2 separate regions of the Mus musculus genome follow, and region 2 is linked to region 1. The links are chromatin contacts, called in public HiChIP or PLAC-seq maps. All regions are on one chromosome and are shown on one strand. Each heading gives the region's core, a stretch centred on a gene start, on an enhancer-like site or on the middle of the called end of the contact. The rest is flanking DNA. Distances are from core to core; before and after follow the strand shown. Region 1 overlaps Ptprn2 (protein tyrosine phosphatase, receptor type, N polypeptide 2). Region 2 overlaps Ptprn2 (protein tyrosine phosphatase, receptor type, N polypeptide 2).

Evidence for each region. HiChIP or PLAC-seq counts read pairs in DNA pulled down with a chosen protein or histone mark.
Region 2: an H3K4me3 HiChIP or PLAC-seq map of embryonic midbrain shows a contact between it and region 1, with 6 times the contacts expected there. The contact joins two enhancer-like sites. A contact is called at or near these places in 7 of 484 Hi-C or Micro-C datasets (cerebral cortex, cortical neurons, embryonic stem cells and 2 more), 13 of 115 datasets of contacts at active chromatin or transcription factors (astrocytes, craniofacial prominence, embryonic basal ganglia and 8 more) and 1 of 9 other capture datasets (embryonic stem cells).

Annotation. Positions count from the first base shown.
Region 1 is chr12:116,637,466-116,644,521 of GRCm38.p6, forward strand. The region is part of intron 2 of Ptprn2 (protein tyrosine phosphatase, receptor type, N polypeptide 2); the gene reads left to right. Among named protein-coding and RNA genes, the nearest start is that of Gm31336, 120 kb to the right of the region's middle. Within about 2 kb of position 4,421, at least 24 of the 459 cell types and tissues checked have an H3K27ac peak or open chromatin away from gene starts, as enhancers often do.
Region 2 is chr12:117,157,485-117,164,540 of GRCm38.p6, forward strand. It overlaps Ptprn2 (protein tyrosine phosphatase, receptor type, N polypeptide 2), which reads left to right. Exons shown (of 23, transcript NM_011215.2): 13 at 4,110-4,322. Among named protein-coding and RNA genes, the nearest start is that of Gm10421, 9.7 kb to the left of the region's middle. Within about 2 kb of position 3,172, at least 25 of the 459 cell types and tissues checked have an H3K27ac peak or open chromatin away from gene starts, as enhancers often do.

The sequences.
Region 1 (7,056 bases), core at 3,171-5,670:
TTAGCAAAGACCAGGAGCCTAGGCATATGTTCTGGCTAGTTTTATGTCAATTTGACAAAAGCTAGAGTCATCTGAAATGAAGGAACCTCAATTGAGAAAATGCCTCCATAAAATCTAGCTGTAGGGCATTTTCTTAATTAGTGATTGATGGGGGAGAGCCCAGCCCATTGTGGGTGGGGCCATCCCTGAAATGGTAGTCTTGAGGTCTATAAAATAAGCAGGCTGAGCAAGCCCTGGGAAGCAAGCCAGTCAGCACATGTCTCCATTGCTTCTGCATCCGTTTATGCGTTCAAATTCTTTCCCTGATTGAGTTCCTGTTTTTATTTTCTTCAGGGATGAACAGTGCTGTGGAAGTGCAATCCAAATAAACCCTTTCTTCCCTAAGTTTCTTTGGTGTTTCATCACAGCAGTAGTAATCCTAAGACAATATACATGTTCAGTCAGTGAATAGACCTTAGGGATTTGTAATCCTATCAAACATACCTCATTCATCAAACATATATTGTTCCGTATCTAAAGTTTTTGGGAACTTGGTGTTAAACACAGTTACCAAAAAAGTAGTTAGACATCTATCTCTAAGTCAGTTTCTGTTAGCCTGAATAAACCTTTATAACCTTAGGAATTTATAAACCTTATTTATGAAACATAGGTTAAATGAACATATGTTGTTCATTATCTAAAATTTTCTAGAAGCCTTATATAGAAAACCGTTAGCAAAGACACAAGTGGATAGATATACATCTTTAGGTCAGTTTCTGTTAGCCTGATAGACCTTTACAGCCTTAGCAATTGGAAAACTGTAATCAAATGTTTATTGTTAGTAAGTTCTATTTTCCATAAAAATATAACTGAATCCAAGTTATGTACACAGCATGCTGTAATGATAGATTTTTTTAAACAAGAGTTGAATCTAACTTACATACAATCTTGCTGTAGCTAATTAAGATTACCTATGTATAGATTTTTAGACTAATCAACATTTTGTTACAAATTTTAAGCCAATTTTCAGTTGCAGATTTTATAAATATTTTTAATCCTCACCCAGTGAACTTACAAATCTCAATACAGAAAGTTTACACATGGTCTTACAAATCTTGAGGCAAAGTTTATGCTTAGCAAGAGTTTAAGAGAGGGAAGTGTTTGGAGAGTTAAGTAAAACCCAGAAGAGAAGTGTGAGACAATCTCTTTTGGGAATAGTTTACTTTTTAGTGTTTTAAAGCACATGGTGTCTTATTCTGCTGTTGTGTTTTGCTCCCCTTATCCCTGTCACAGAGCTTGACCCAGGACAGAGGCTTTGGAGAAAACTTATAAACAAGCATGCTTGGGTCTAGAGAGAGAGAGGGCCATAAGTCAACTCCAGAGCCAGATTTTTTTATAGCATAAAACCTTTCTCTTCCCTTCCCCTCCCCTCCTCTCCCCTCCCCTCCCCTCCCTTCCCTCCTCCCCCCCCTCTCCCCTCCTCCCCTCCCCTCTTCTATCCCCTTCCCTCCTCTTCCCTCCTCCTCTATTCTTCCTTCTCTTCTCTTCTCTTCTCTCCCTCTCCCTCTCCCTCTCCCTCTCCCTCTCCCTCTCCCTCTCCCTCTCCCTCTCCCTCTCCCTCTCCCTCTCCCTCTTCCTCTTCCTCTCCCCTCCTCTCTTCTCCCTCTCTCTGAATCAGGGTTTCTCTATGTAACCCTGGGTGTCCTGGAACTAACTTTGTAGACCATGTTGGACTTGAAACTACTTGGTAGACCAGCTTGAATTTGAAATCACTCTGTAGACCAGGCTGAATTTGAACTCAGAGAGATTTGAATTCACAGAGATTCACCTGCCTCTGCCTCCCAAGTGCTGGAATTATAGGCATGCACCACTGAGGAGCACAAGTGACTGGAGAAACTCTAATTTGAAAGCTGACTGACTGACTCCATTTTGAGCCTGCATGTCCCTGGTTTGAACTCTGGTTCATAGAAATACTACAAGCAATTTCAGGAAAGAACTGCCCTGGGCCAGAGCCTAAAAGGAAATAGAAGGAAAATGCCTAAAATTCCAGAGGTTATAGATAAACTGCTCAAGCTAGCTGAAGTCATCAGGGATCTATCTCCAAGGGCCAAGATACCCCTTGTCAAATAAGGCCACTTCTGGAGACCTGTTCCCTGCTCTAACTAGTATAAAAACCCTGCCTAATTGAAGTTCCGGGCTTTCAGCATGGATCTGAGGAGAGTGAGGGTCTGACCTTAAGTTTGAATAAAGGCTCTTTGCTTTTGCATTTGGATTTAGACTCCTGGTAGTCATTGGGGACCCTGATAGATGCACAGCACCACCAACACTTGGCTAAAACATTCTCCAAATATTTTCCATCCCTAAGATACTTGAAGCTCTGTGAGATTCAATCCAGTGATCAGATGGGAACACTAGAGACAGCAAAGTACAGAAGGACCAGAGATAAGAAAAGCAGGGGGACAAAGATTAGAGATTTTTATTATTAGAGATTCGTGATCTTTTGAGACTGGAGAGTAACATTTAGAGATAAGAGATTTTGGAATCATTTGGACTGTGATAGAAGTAGTTCCAGTCTGTAAAAATATGAACATCTTGTGCGCCATCATTGCTCATTGTGCTGCACCCAGGCCAAACCATTTGCAGCAAGACAGTGAGGTTTAATGGGATCTCTGAGTGTAAGGAGAGAGCAGCTGAGTATACTGATGGGAAGAGTCCATTGTTAGAGACTGGAGCAATAGAGCAAGCAGGAAAACATGACAGAAGGAACTCCAGGAGCAAGCTGGGAACATGTGGGGAGGGAGAGCGAGGATGGAGCAGAGAGAGTGTCCCAGTAAAGAATTTCAGCGGGAGGCATCCCTAAGTGACCCAGAGACTGCTCTGAGAGAAGTGTCCCAACTCACAGATGAAAAGTGTCCCTGTCCAAGTGGTGGGTTCCCAGGAGCGCAAGAGAAACTCCCTAATGCAATGCCATGACTTCTGTAGCAGTAGTAGGCTCCAGGAGCCTACAGAGCAGGCAACTCTGAGTTGACACCTACCCTAAGTACCAGGAGAAAACAACTGGAGAAAAGAAGCTGTTGAAGAGGTGGACTCTAAAACTTGGAGTTAAATATGGTAGGTGGCAGAAGCCAGGAGAAACATGTCAGCATCTTGGTTGGTTAGGAGAGGCTGAGCTCCCTGGACAGGGGTCCATTTGTGCTCCTTCCAGAGTTCAGGATGTGTTAGCTAGACGTATAGACATGCTTCCGTGGTTTTATTCAGGAGAAAGTCTTTGTTGTAGATATGAGCAAAAGGCATCTAGGGAGAGTCTGGAGCAGAAAGAAAATGAAGTGGGTCAGACCTGGCCAGCAGACTGGACTGCTGAGAACACAGGGCATAGAGGATACATAGAGACGCGGGAGCAGAATGTTAGAGAGAGCGCAAGGGCTGGGGAGAGGAAAGAGAGGGGAGTGGGGAGAAAGATGGGGTGGGGAGAGGCGGAAACAGGAGGGATGCCCGGAGCTGGAGGAAGTTTAGCAGAGGAGAGGTGAGAAGGGCTAGGATGTTAGAATAGAGTTTGAAATGGGTAACAGGTATTTGAGATCATGGGGGAGCCTGGAGGCCAGCAGGAGTTTGATATGCTAATAGGCACCACAGGTAGCCATTTGTCCCTCTGCCAGAGGTGGGTGGGAACCAGCTTCAGAAGTTCCGAAGAAATGCTGGCTCTTATCTCACAGTCAGATAGCTTCCTGTAGTCCCGGTTGAGCTTTGGAGTTTGGGGAACAAGAGTTTCATCTGAACCTAAAAGGAACAAAGGTGGAAAACAAATATACCTTCCCTGAGGGTTTCCCCTCTTCATGTGTAGGATATTGAATCATGGTGCTGGGGAAATGTCCTCAGAAATCCTTACAGGTTTGGATTGTGATGTGTAATTTCTATCTCCGGAAGAGGCCCTCGTTCTAAACCTGCCCCATACTCCTAAATTGACCCGGGGAGCCTTTAGAAACATTGATAGCACCTGTCTTCCAAGGTCCGAGGTCACCTTCTTATGTGCTGGGGTTGAAGGCCATTGTGGTGGAACTCAGGGGCCAGCAGGTGTGGTCCCTGCTCCTGCCCACGCCTGTGCAAGCCAGCTAGAGGAAGGGCTTCCTGGAGCAACCTGCTCTGTGCTCGTGCGTCTCTTCCAGTCAGAGGTCCCACCTGTTTCCCTGATCAGGTTGCACAGACATCAATGTTTTTCTTGGTGGTTGGGTGGGGAAATAGGGAGGATATGAACTTGGAAGCCAGAAGCTGAGGTACAGTGCATGGTCATGGAGAGAGAGGGGAAGGAGTTGTGTTGAGCTGCGCTGCTCAACCCCTGTTAAATAGAGTTGCCTCAGGAACAGGCCCATTAATTCCACCCTGTGCTTCCAACCTAGTGGAGATTCCCTTCTCCCTCCTCTCACGTGGGAGTCTAATAACGTTTCCCTTCCAACAGCTTGCTCCATTCAATTAGTGTGATGGATTTGGGGTGGATGGAAGTGTGCTGAGCGGCCCCTCCCCTTTTCACACACCTCTGCTGTTAAGTGGGAGCCCAAAGAGCAGGCCACATTGATATGGGCTTGGCAAGAGGGCAGCACGAGGCACACAATTAGGCTGGATTTAGGGCCTGGGTGTGGGCTCTGTGGCCATAAAAATGGGGGCTGCCTCAGGCTGGCACTCTGTGTGCTGCTAGCAGCTTCTGCTTAATGGGAATTCTCAGCGGGCGATTCTGATGTATTACTTACAGCTGAGCCCAGAGAGCGCTAACTTCTTTTGCAATTCTCTTTCTCACAGATGCAATTACTGGAGTGAAATTTGGTCAGGGGGATGCACAGAGATTCTATTTTAAGGTTATTTTCTCTCCTTATAGAGGAGTGGATAGTGATTGTTAACTACTCTGGCAGTGCAGCACTCCAGCCTAAAGGTGAACACTCCCCGCTGCTGGCCCCTTTGCCTTAAGCGCGTGGCTTTGTGTGGCTTGGCATGATGGCAATCCTTTCTCATGTCCTGTCAGCTCACTGCATGCCAGGGTGTGGATGAAGTTGGTACCAAGTGGCTGCTTGTGTGTTCTGCTTCAGGCTGCCCTCTGATTCTCTGAGTTTCTCTGTCTGACTCTCCTCCGTTTGCCTGAACTTGGTATTCTGAGTTGCTCAGACTTTGCTGTATCACCTCCGTGTGGCCCAACTTAGGTGTCCCCTGGGAAGGCCTAGCCTGAGTATTTGGAGGAAGCCCAGGGTGGAAAGCGCTGAGTTAAGACTACCACGTCCAGGTGTTCTGAGCGGCACAGCTGTGTGGCGCCTTCTTGCTTCGGATGATTCAAGTTCAGAGACTTGTGGATCTGAACTGAGGATATATCTCAAACCACAGAGGCCCTTTCCCTGGGCCTTCTTTAGGAAAACAGGGGGAAAGGTGTGATACAGGCACTTTTTGACAACCTGTGTGATTTCTGGGAGAGGTATGAGCCCTACTGGGCTCTAGCAGGAAAGGTCCAGGGACAAGTCTCATCTACCTGTGAGCTACAGATCCAGATCCAGGGTGGGTATGAGTGACTTCCCAACTCGGTGGATGAGTCTTCTTATTAGATCCAGTGTTAGGTCCCTGTGTTCTATTTGCTTAAATATGCAATTCGTTTACTTATCCTGTGTTTGGATGTATATGTCAAGTTAACCGTAGAGTAAGTTTGAACATACTCTAGAAACTAAACAGAATCACTTTGTGTGATTCTTCTTCTGGTATCCTCTTGCCCCCAACTCATTACAAAGGAGACAAAGGATTGCTTTACATTCTGAACACAACTTTGGTTCATACTTGGCATCTTCACTGTGGATTTTCCTATAGATCCTCAATCATGTTAAAATGAAGGTCTACTCTTATGAGGTAAGGAAGGTAATGTGACAGTCACGTGGAGCCAGGTCCTTGTCTCCAAGTCAGTATGCACATGACCTTAGTGTGTGACCCCATGGATAAGATATATCTGCTGTGCTGAGTTTACAGGGGAGGAGCCTGAAAGGGTTCCATGATGTCCTCAGGACCATATCGTGAATCTGATCAAGCCCCATCACCTGAACAGTCAGCCCTTGAAATCATGGGGTAGCCTGACCTCTGAAGAGAGTTCTCACCTGAAGTAGGCAGCATGGGGAGGATAATGTGATGCTTCTACCAGATGTGGTGGTAGACCAGCTGGCATCTGAGGTCCCTGTTTCCCAGTAAAAACTCAGACTAGGAGGAGACAGAATTGGCTGCTGGCTCACCTGATGGCCTTTTAGGGTCTGAAGGAACCAGCAATGTGCCTTTCAGCCCCAGCAGCCATTGATTGCTGGTGATATGGTCAGGCTATTGATTGCTGGTGATATGGTCAGGCTATTGATTGCTGGTGACATGGTCAGGCTATTGATTGCTGGTGACATGGTCAGGCTATTGATTGCTGGTGATATGGTCAGGCTATTGATTGCTGGTGATATGGTCAGGCTATTGATTGCTGGTGATATGGTCAGGCTATTGATTGCTGGTGATATGGTCAGGCTATTGATTGCTGGTGATATGGTCAGGCTATTGATTGCTGGTGACATGGTCAGGCTGTTGATGCTCTGCCTGGTCATGATTGGTGAGTGCTTTGGCTAAAGTTGGTCAGGTGCCTTGGAAGACTTGGTTGCTTGACACCTCTGTCCTATCCCTCAGAGGCTGGAGAAGTAGCTGTGCCATGGAGGTGGCTGCTATATAGCCCCAACTCAGATTCGGAGTATTCTCAGGCGTGTAACCATTTAAAGGTGACTCTCAGCAGGCACTGGGCTGGTGCAAGAAATTCTTTATTTTATGTATTTTTTTAAAGAATGAGTGTCCCCTGACTGAATGTATGAAAATCCACTAACAGTCAACACACCAGTCAGCATAGGCAACTTGCCACTAGCACAGGGGTTATTTGAGGGTGACATTCAGAGGTAGCCACAGCTTTAATGTTTGTGGCCTTTTTAGAGCTTTTAACCCATGATAGCACCTGGCCCCTGAATCTACGTCAACCCACAACAGCTCTTGGTCCGTGGGTCTAGAAGGACATAAGCTTGCCACTATGGGTTCTACTTG
Region 2 (7,056 bases), core at 1,922-4,421, 520 kb after region 1:
AAATAGGGTGAAGCTAGGTTGCAAATCAAATTCCGTAGAAATAGAACAATGAGTATGTCAACAAGAGAAATTTAGTATCCATGAAGCTAAATGCTTATGCTCATACTTTTTTGTGCACCCAGATTTTAGACTGCAAGTCAGAGACTTAGATATCTGACTCTTATGAATTGGTTATGTTACATTTTATCCTGGTAGCATGCCTGCAAATTTTCATCATATTGGTGTGGCTTAGTTCTCACAATTGACTCTAGACATAGCATCCCACACCTCTCAGCTTATCACAACATTTTAGGAAGTTATAAGGGTGTCTGTCAAGGATGTCACCGGAAGCCCCACGTGCCTCACAGGCAGAGGTGGGGATGCTGAACTCCACAGGGACGTGGTCTAAGAGCAGCTCCACAGATCGACTTCCCTACTCCCACCCTGACCTTGCCTCACGGGCAATACCACATATTCTAAAATTGAGGAGCTGCAGGTAGAGATGATAGCAAGACGTGCTCAAGGTTACAGTTCACCTGAGCTGCCTCTGAGCTGGTGCGACCTGGACCTGCTTATCCCTGATTATTTTTAAAGTCTGCCCTACTCCTATTATTTTTTAAGTCTGCTCAGGACTTGATAGTGTGGGGCTGATGAGTGTGCCTCCCACTTCCTGGATGCACAGCCCCCCTCCCCCACCCCAGCACCTCTAACAACCTCCTTCTGAGAGTCCTCTCCACCGCCCTCCTCAGCCAGCACTGCTCCAAACTTTCAGAAAGAGCTTCCACTGTGCAGAAGGTGCTCTGCTTTTAAAAGACATCTGACTGTAAATGTCAAAGTTATAAATATTTAAACATCATTATTCTTTCAATTTCAAGTCAAAACTGATAAGATGTCTATGACTAGTCTGGGCTGTCTTCCGGGACGTCCCCCCCCCCCCCCCCCGGAAAGCCGCCTTGTGGTCCGCACCAAACTGCTCATCCTTGGGAAGTCACCATACTGAGAGGGACTGTGGCTCCAGCTGCACCTGGGTCAGCCCAGGTGCAAACTCACTTCAAGCTTCCAGCAGACACACTTCTCCCACTGCAGCTTCTGGCTAACAAGCATTTTTTTTTAAATGCACTTTTTTAGCTCCACAAAAAGAAAGAAAATGCAAGGTTGTTAACTCAGTCGCTATACGTAGGATGTTCAACTGACATTAAAACAAGAATTTCTAGAAATTTTATTTCCCCCATCCCAGGATTCTTACAACCTCATCCACTGCTAGCAGGTTCTCTCCCTTCACCCCACCCCACCCATTTCAACCCTCAGGTCAGGGCATTTTGGTGCTACTGTCAGGCAGAGAGCCCCTAAGAGATAAATTTTCAGGTTTGAGAAGCCATCAGTCAGTTGAAATTCAGACCTTAATATTAGATATATATTGACTCGAAGTGGGGGTCCCTTGATCCAGCATCTACCTTACCCTCTTCTGTCAGACATCACTCCTTTCAACCTCCACTCTGCCAACCTTCCAGGGTGCCCTACACCAAGGCAGGCCCTGAAGCCCATAGTTTCAGATCTGGGTGCCTCCCCGACTCCTACCCCATAGGCCAGTGGTGTGAGCCTCCTATCTGGTGGGGTTCTGGGGCAGGAGTACAGCTGACACTAATCCTGGTCACCAGCCACTCCTCTGGACTACTCAGGGGCACAGAGATGGGTGGAGCCTAGAGTAATCTGGCCCTGCCCTCTTCAGTTATCCCACAGGAGCCCATTGAGAAGGAAGTCTCTGCTCTTGCCCGGACAATTTGGTTCAGCCTCTGAGAAAAATCCCAGCAACCAACTGGTTTAAAATAAAACCGAGAAAGAAGCTGGGGCACCTGGGCTTTTCACTGGTTGCCCTGCAGCCAGCCCCGCAGGTTGCCACGCCGTTCACTTGTAGGAACATCACCTGCCTCTTCCTGTGGCTCCAGAGTGCCCAGTGTCTGTCACCTGGCAGTGCTGTCAGTCAGGCGGAGTTCATACTACGGACCATTGATCGCTTGGTGCTCCCAGCCCTGTGGAAGCGCGGGTACAGTGCAGAGTGTACTGATGGGCTGTCATATACCATGGCCCAGCATGGCTGGTAACTTAGAGTTATCTGAGAACCTGAAGCCGAGGAATTTCGTGCCTGAAGCCAGGTTAAGGAGGTCCTTTTCCAGCGCCACGTGGCGTGCAGGTCCGCCCAAAGCCTACGCTGGGCCTTGGTTCAGGGACCCTCAGCTCAGGAGATGGGTAAGGTGTCCTTGCCATTGCCATCCCACCACTGCCTTTGTTGTGGTCTGCTGAGAAGAGGCTAGACAGGCAAGGGCGGTGGGAAAGCAGCCATGGATCCGGCAGAGTGTGACCAGCTCCCGCCCTGGCATACCTGGGACCACACTGAACCCTGGGGAGTGAACAGCTCCGTTTTGCGAATGGTGCGGAGGTCCACTGGCCAGGAACTTAAGGAAAAGGGTTTGTTCTTGTGCGAACTACATCCAGTCATGTGAGGACAGCCATTTGGGCCACCGAGACCCTGGCCGAAAGGGTTATTTGTGTGGTTTATGCTCCTGCCCGTGCTGGGGCAAAGAAGTGTAGCTTAGAAACTGAGATGGGGACTTCGCTGACTTGGGGGGAGGGGCGGGAGACTCTGGAATGACTTCTTTCTAGAAGCTCTCCTGTGGGGTGGGCGGGAGTGAAAAGAGGAGGGGACCCGGGAGGAAGCCAAGAGGAGGAAGGGAAGGGTTCCACAGCTTTCCCCTGTGCAGGATCTTCTATGCTGCTGGCTCGCAGCAGCCAAGGGTGTCGCCCACTCAGTCCTGGGAGAGGTGTCCACGTTCCTGCTCCGGGTCTCCTGCTCCCCTCCCAAAGGTCCCCTCTGCCAGGCCTTGGAGCCCCCTCCCTTCCTCTCTTCCATCCATTACTGAAGTCCAGGAACCTCCTGGGTCCAGAGCCAAGCAGAACCAAGCCGCGCATCCAGGCAGGAAATCCCGGCGTCTTTTCTCATTTAACCCGCGTTTCCATTAACTCGGTCCCAGCGCCCGCTAATCCGCGCACCGAAGGCAAAAGCAGGCTAATTAATGACCAGCTTTTCCAGTCAAGACTAGCGATAATTGCTTTGGTGGCCTTTATGATTACAAGATAAAAATGGGCCCGGCCTGACATAAGAGACACTGTGTACACTCAGAGACTGGAGGAAACGAAGAGTTGGGAGGCTGAAAGCGGAGCAGAAAATTACTAATAGAAGAGAGATAATGAATAGGCCGGCCAGGCATTCATGGGGAAAAATCCATTTTGTTACCACGCGAAATTAGGTGGCGGAAAGGAGTTTGCTAATTGTTCTCCTCTTGTAGCAACCAGGACGGAGGCAGGGGCGTGCTCTTCCATTCATTTCCCGAGTAATTGTGGGGGTTGCTGGCCGGGAGTCGTGGGCGATTTGCCTGCGGCCCTTCCATTTTCCTGTGGCGTGTTTAATTGTTGCTAATACACCTCCTAATAAAGCTAATGAGGGGGGCGCTGTCTGGCTATCTGCCCTGGATTTGAGTGACAGAGAGGATTTTCTCACCTATTCCCCCAAGATGCAAAGTGAACTTCCCAATCATCTATTTCCAAAGACCTTGTCCCCTTTGAAGGAACAATACTCAGGTACCAGTAGTTGGAGTCTGTGCTTATAGAGAGTGACTAGAGCTGGTTGCATTAACCCACAGAATGTCTTCTAGAGAAGAAGCCATGTCCCAGAGCTATGATGACTCTGGCCAGTGCATTCTACTGATACTGGGGACTATTTAGTTCTGTTAATATTTTACCCACCTCCTGCCAAGCATGTGCTGGATTACATGCTCTGGACAAAATCTGTATCTGATTAGGAATGATGTACACTTCGTTTTACTTAAAGCAGCAAGTTGGGTACCAAATACTTTACATTATTAAGTTTGAAGAACAGCCACTATTGGGGTTACTCTTGACTTCTGCTTAATAGAAATTCGGTCTGGAGGTATGGTGTTGGAACTTCTTTGCACGTGTGTCCCTGCACAGCCCCCTCATGTTGAGGCTGCACTAAGTCTGGAGGGGGTGTGCTGCTGGAGTCAAGGTCCCCTGAGTAGTAACCTGTTCTCCTCCCTCTTCTCCTCCTCCTGCAGAAGGGAAAGCTCAAACTCCTGCCGCATCAGGAAGAGCAAGAGGACTCTACCAAGTTCATTTTGCTCACCTTCCTCTCCATTGCCTGCATCCTGGGGGTTCTCCTGGCTTCCAGCCTTGCCTACTGCCTCCGCCACAACTCACACTACAAGCTGAAGGACAAGTTGTCTGGACTAGGCGCTGACCCCAGTGCAGATGCCACTGAAGCCTACCAGGTAAAAATAAACTTTTCAAAGTTTTCTCCTTGGATTTGCCAAACTTGATTTGAGAGTGAAGGAGGAGGGCAGTCTGTCCCCTCTCTCACCCTCTATACTCCCTCATGAAGTCACAGTACAGGCTCTTTTATGATGACAATTTGAAACTTCTCATTAGCATTCATGTAAATACCTTGCAACCACAATTTTATGGCTCTGTATTAATCTTACACCGTTTCTGGGTAGTCTTACATTAGCTGTAGAAAGTGGGTTGCTAATTAGAAATGTGGAAAAAGTACAGTACATGAATTATGCATTGTCTGTTATCTTAATCTGGTCACTATTAATGAAACACGCCACAGTTGCAAGATGGATTGGCTGTGTAGATGTGTGAAGATGGCTCTTAAATCATCAACTTCCTTGGGGGTCTTATAGGAAGGGATCTTTTGACCTGATCTGTTGCCACCCTCTGCTATTGTTTGGATAAAGTGAAACCTAATACTGATAAATGGAATGTAGAGTGCATATGTCTTCATGAGTCAGCAGTGGCAGCTGTGTGCTATGTGTGCTAGAAACACAGACAGGCACCCAACGTGCCTGGAAGGAGAACAGAAGCCTGGAGAAGTGTGAGTGCCAGAGTCAAAACACAAGGGGCATAATCAACAGTTTCGTAATGAATGACTTGCTAAAATGAAACTGTGACTCCACTCAGCAGCAACGCAAGCCCAAAATATATAGAAGTCAGGGAGTTCAAATTTTTAATATAAAATATCATTTAACTCTAAATGTATTATTCTATTTAGGGTTATAAAATTACTTACTTGATTGCTACATTTAAAAATTTAATCAATATGCAGTTTAAGGTTTTCTCCAATTTATTGAATCTTTTGTCTTTTCTAACCACATGTCTGTGGTGTCTAATGTCTTATCAGTAATTCACATCACACAGTATATAAAGCAAATGCTGTCTGATCTGTTCTTGAAGTTACTTCAGCAAGCTCTCGGGCTCTCTCAGGACGGGCAGTGACTGTCCAGGCGTCACCCTCAGCTGGTCTGAGCTGGCTGCCCCTTGCTCTGTGGTTGTTCTGCATCCGCCACATATGGCTAGTTGAGAAGAATGTATAAAGCCCCTTTGCTTAAAAGAGATGAGGAGACAGCTTTTGGTCCTGTTTCAAAATTCTTATCATCATCACTGAATGGAGAAAACCTCTGGTTTTCTGAAGGAGGGTCACACGCCTGGTCAGGATGATCTTTTTCTTATAAAGAAATGGCAACTTCAAATGAATTGAGGATGGTATTTCAGGCACATGGCACATAGCTTTGCTTCAAAGCCAAAGGGGGGGGGGGGAAGACGTTTGAAGAAGCAGCCTGGAAAAAAATGTCACATAAACTAGTAAGAATTTACCCAGAAATTCTATTGAGCAAGACCATCAATACAGGATGCTAGGTCCTCAGGGCCAAGCAAGTGTCAGAGCATAAATAAATAATCACACCCCTCACTCCTCAGTCCTGTGTGTGAGAGACAGAGATCATAAGGACGGAGGCTTCCGTAAAGCATGGCATCCTTTGATACACTTTGAAATTCAAATATAAAATATTGATAGAATGAAAGGTTGGACTCGCATGCAGAAATGACTAATTTTTATAAGATTGTGGGTAGAAAAATGCATACTTATGACTGAGTTTGTGATAATTAACAACAACAAAAGGGGGAAAAAAAACTCTTCCCGGTGACAGCTCTAATTAATAGTATCTGTGATTAAAATCATGTCCTTGCAGCAAGAAAACTGTTTGAATTTCTTAGAGTGACCTTTTTGTGTTCCTCCTGGGGGCATGGTGGTTAAGTTGATATTGATTTTATAATGAGCTCTGGTTTGTTTAATAAGAATCTGTAATCCCGACAATAAATGAAATGTGTGCTTTTCTTCAATCCAGAGTAATAAAAAAGAAAAGATGAGGGAAAGTTTTTCTTCAAAAATAGGATCTAGAAAAAAGTTGGAAGTGAAATGACTGGGCTTATTTCTGAAGTCATTGACCAGTGTCATTATACCAAGTTTCCCTGATAAGATGGGGTCTGCTCTCATCCAACCAGCAGGCTCCTTGGAAGGACCTGGGAGACTTCTCCTGTGCTCTGCCATTCATGCAGGGCAGTCTTGTTGCTTTGGCTTGTTTTCAGCAGGCCAGGCCGCAGCACATGGTGATCACGTGGTTGTCAGCTTTGGGTTTAGCTGGGTGCATTGAAAGCTCACAGCTGTGGTTACTCAAGGCTTCTCTGGAAATAAGAAGCACTGTATTTGTCTATGTGGTCTTATGGCGTTGGGTTTTCCATTGTTGTCATTGAAACAACCTTCATGTTTTAAAATCTTCTTTTTAAGCCAAAAGAGCAAAGCTGAGAAGCCTGTGAGATGGCTCAGCTAGTGAAAGTCCCTATTTCCAGAATCCACATGGTGGAAGGGAAAAAAAAACTCCCACAAGTTATCCTCTGACCCCCACACACACCATATGGCGAGATCGCTTGATAAATAAATGTAATTAAAAAAAAAACCCTATAACATGCAACTACAAATTTCAGGGATAGGATCTTCTTGAATGAATGTACCTACTACTAAATCTTTGTGTGTGAGAATGTACCTCAGTGGTACCTTTTGCCTACCATAGATTTAATTACCAATTCATATATTATATATGAATATATAATATGTATATACTTTATGCTTCCATATTTGCTTATTGTGTCATTGAGACTGTGATTGGA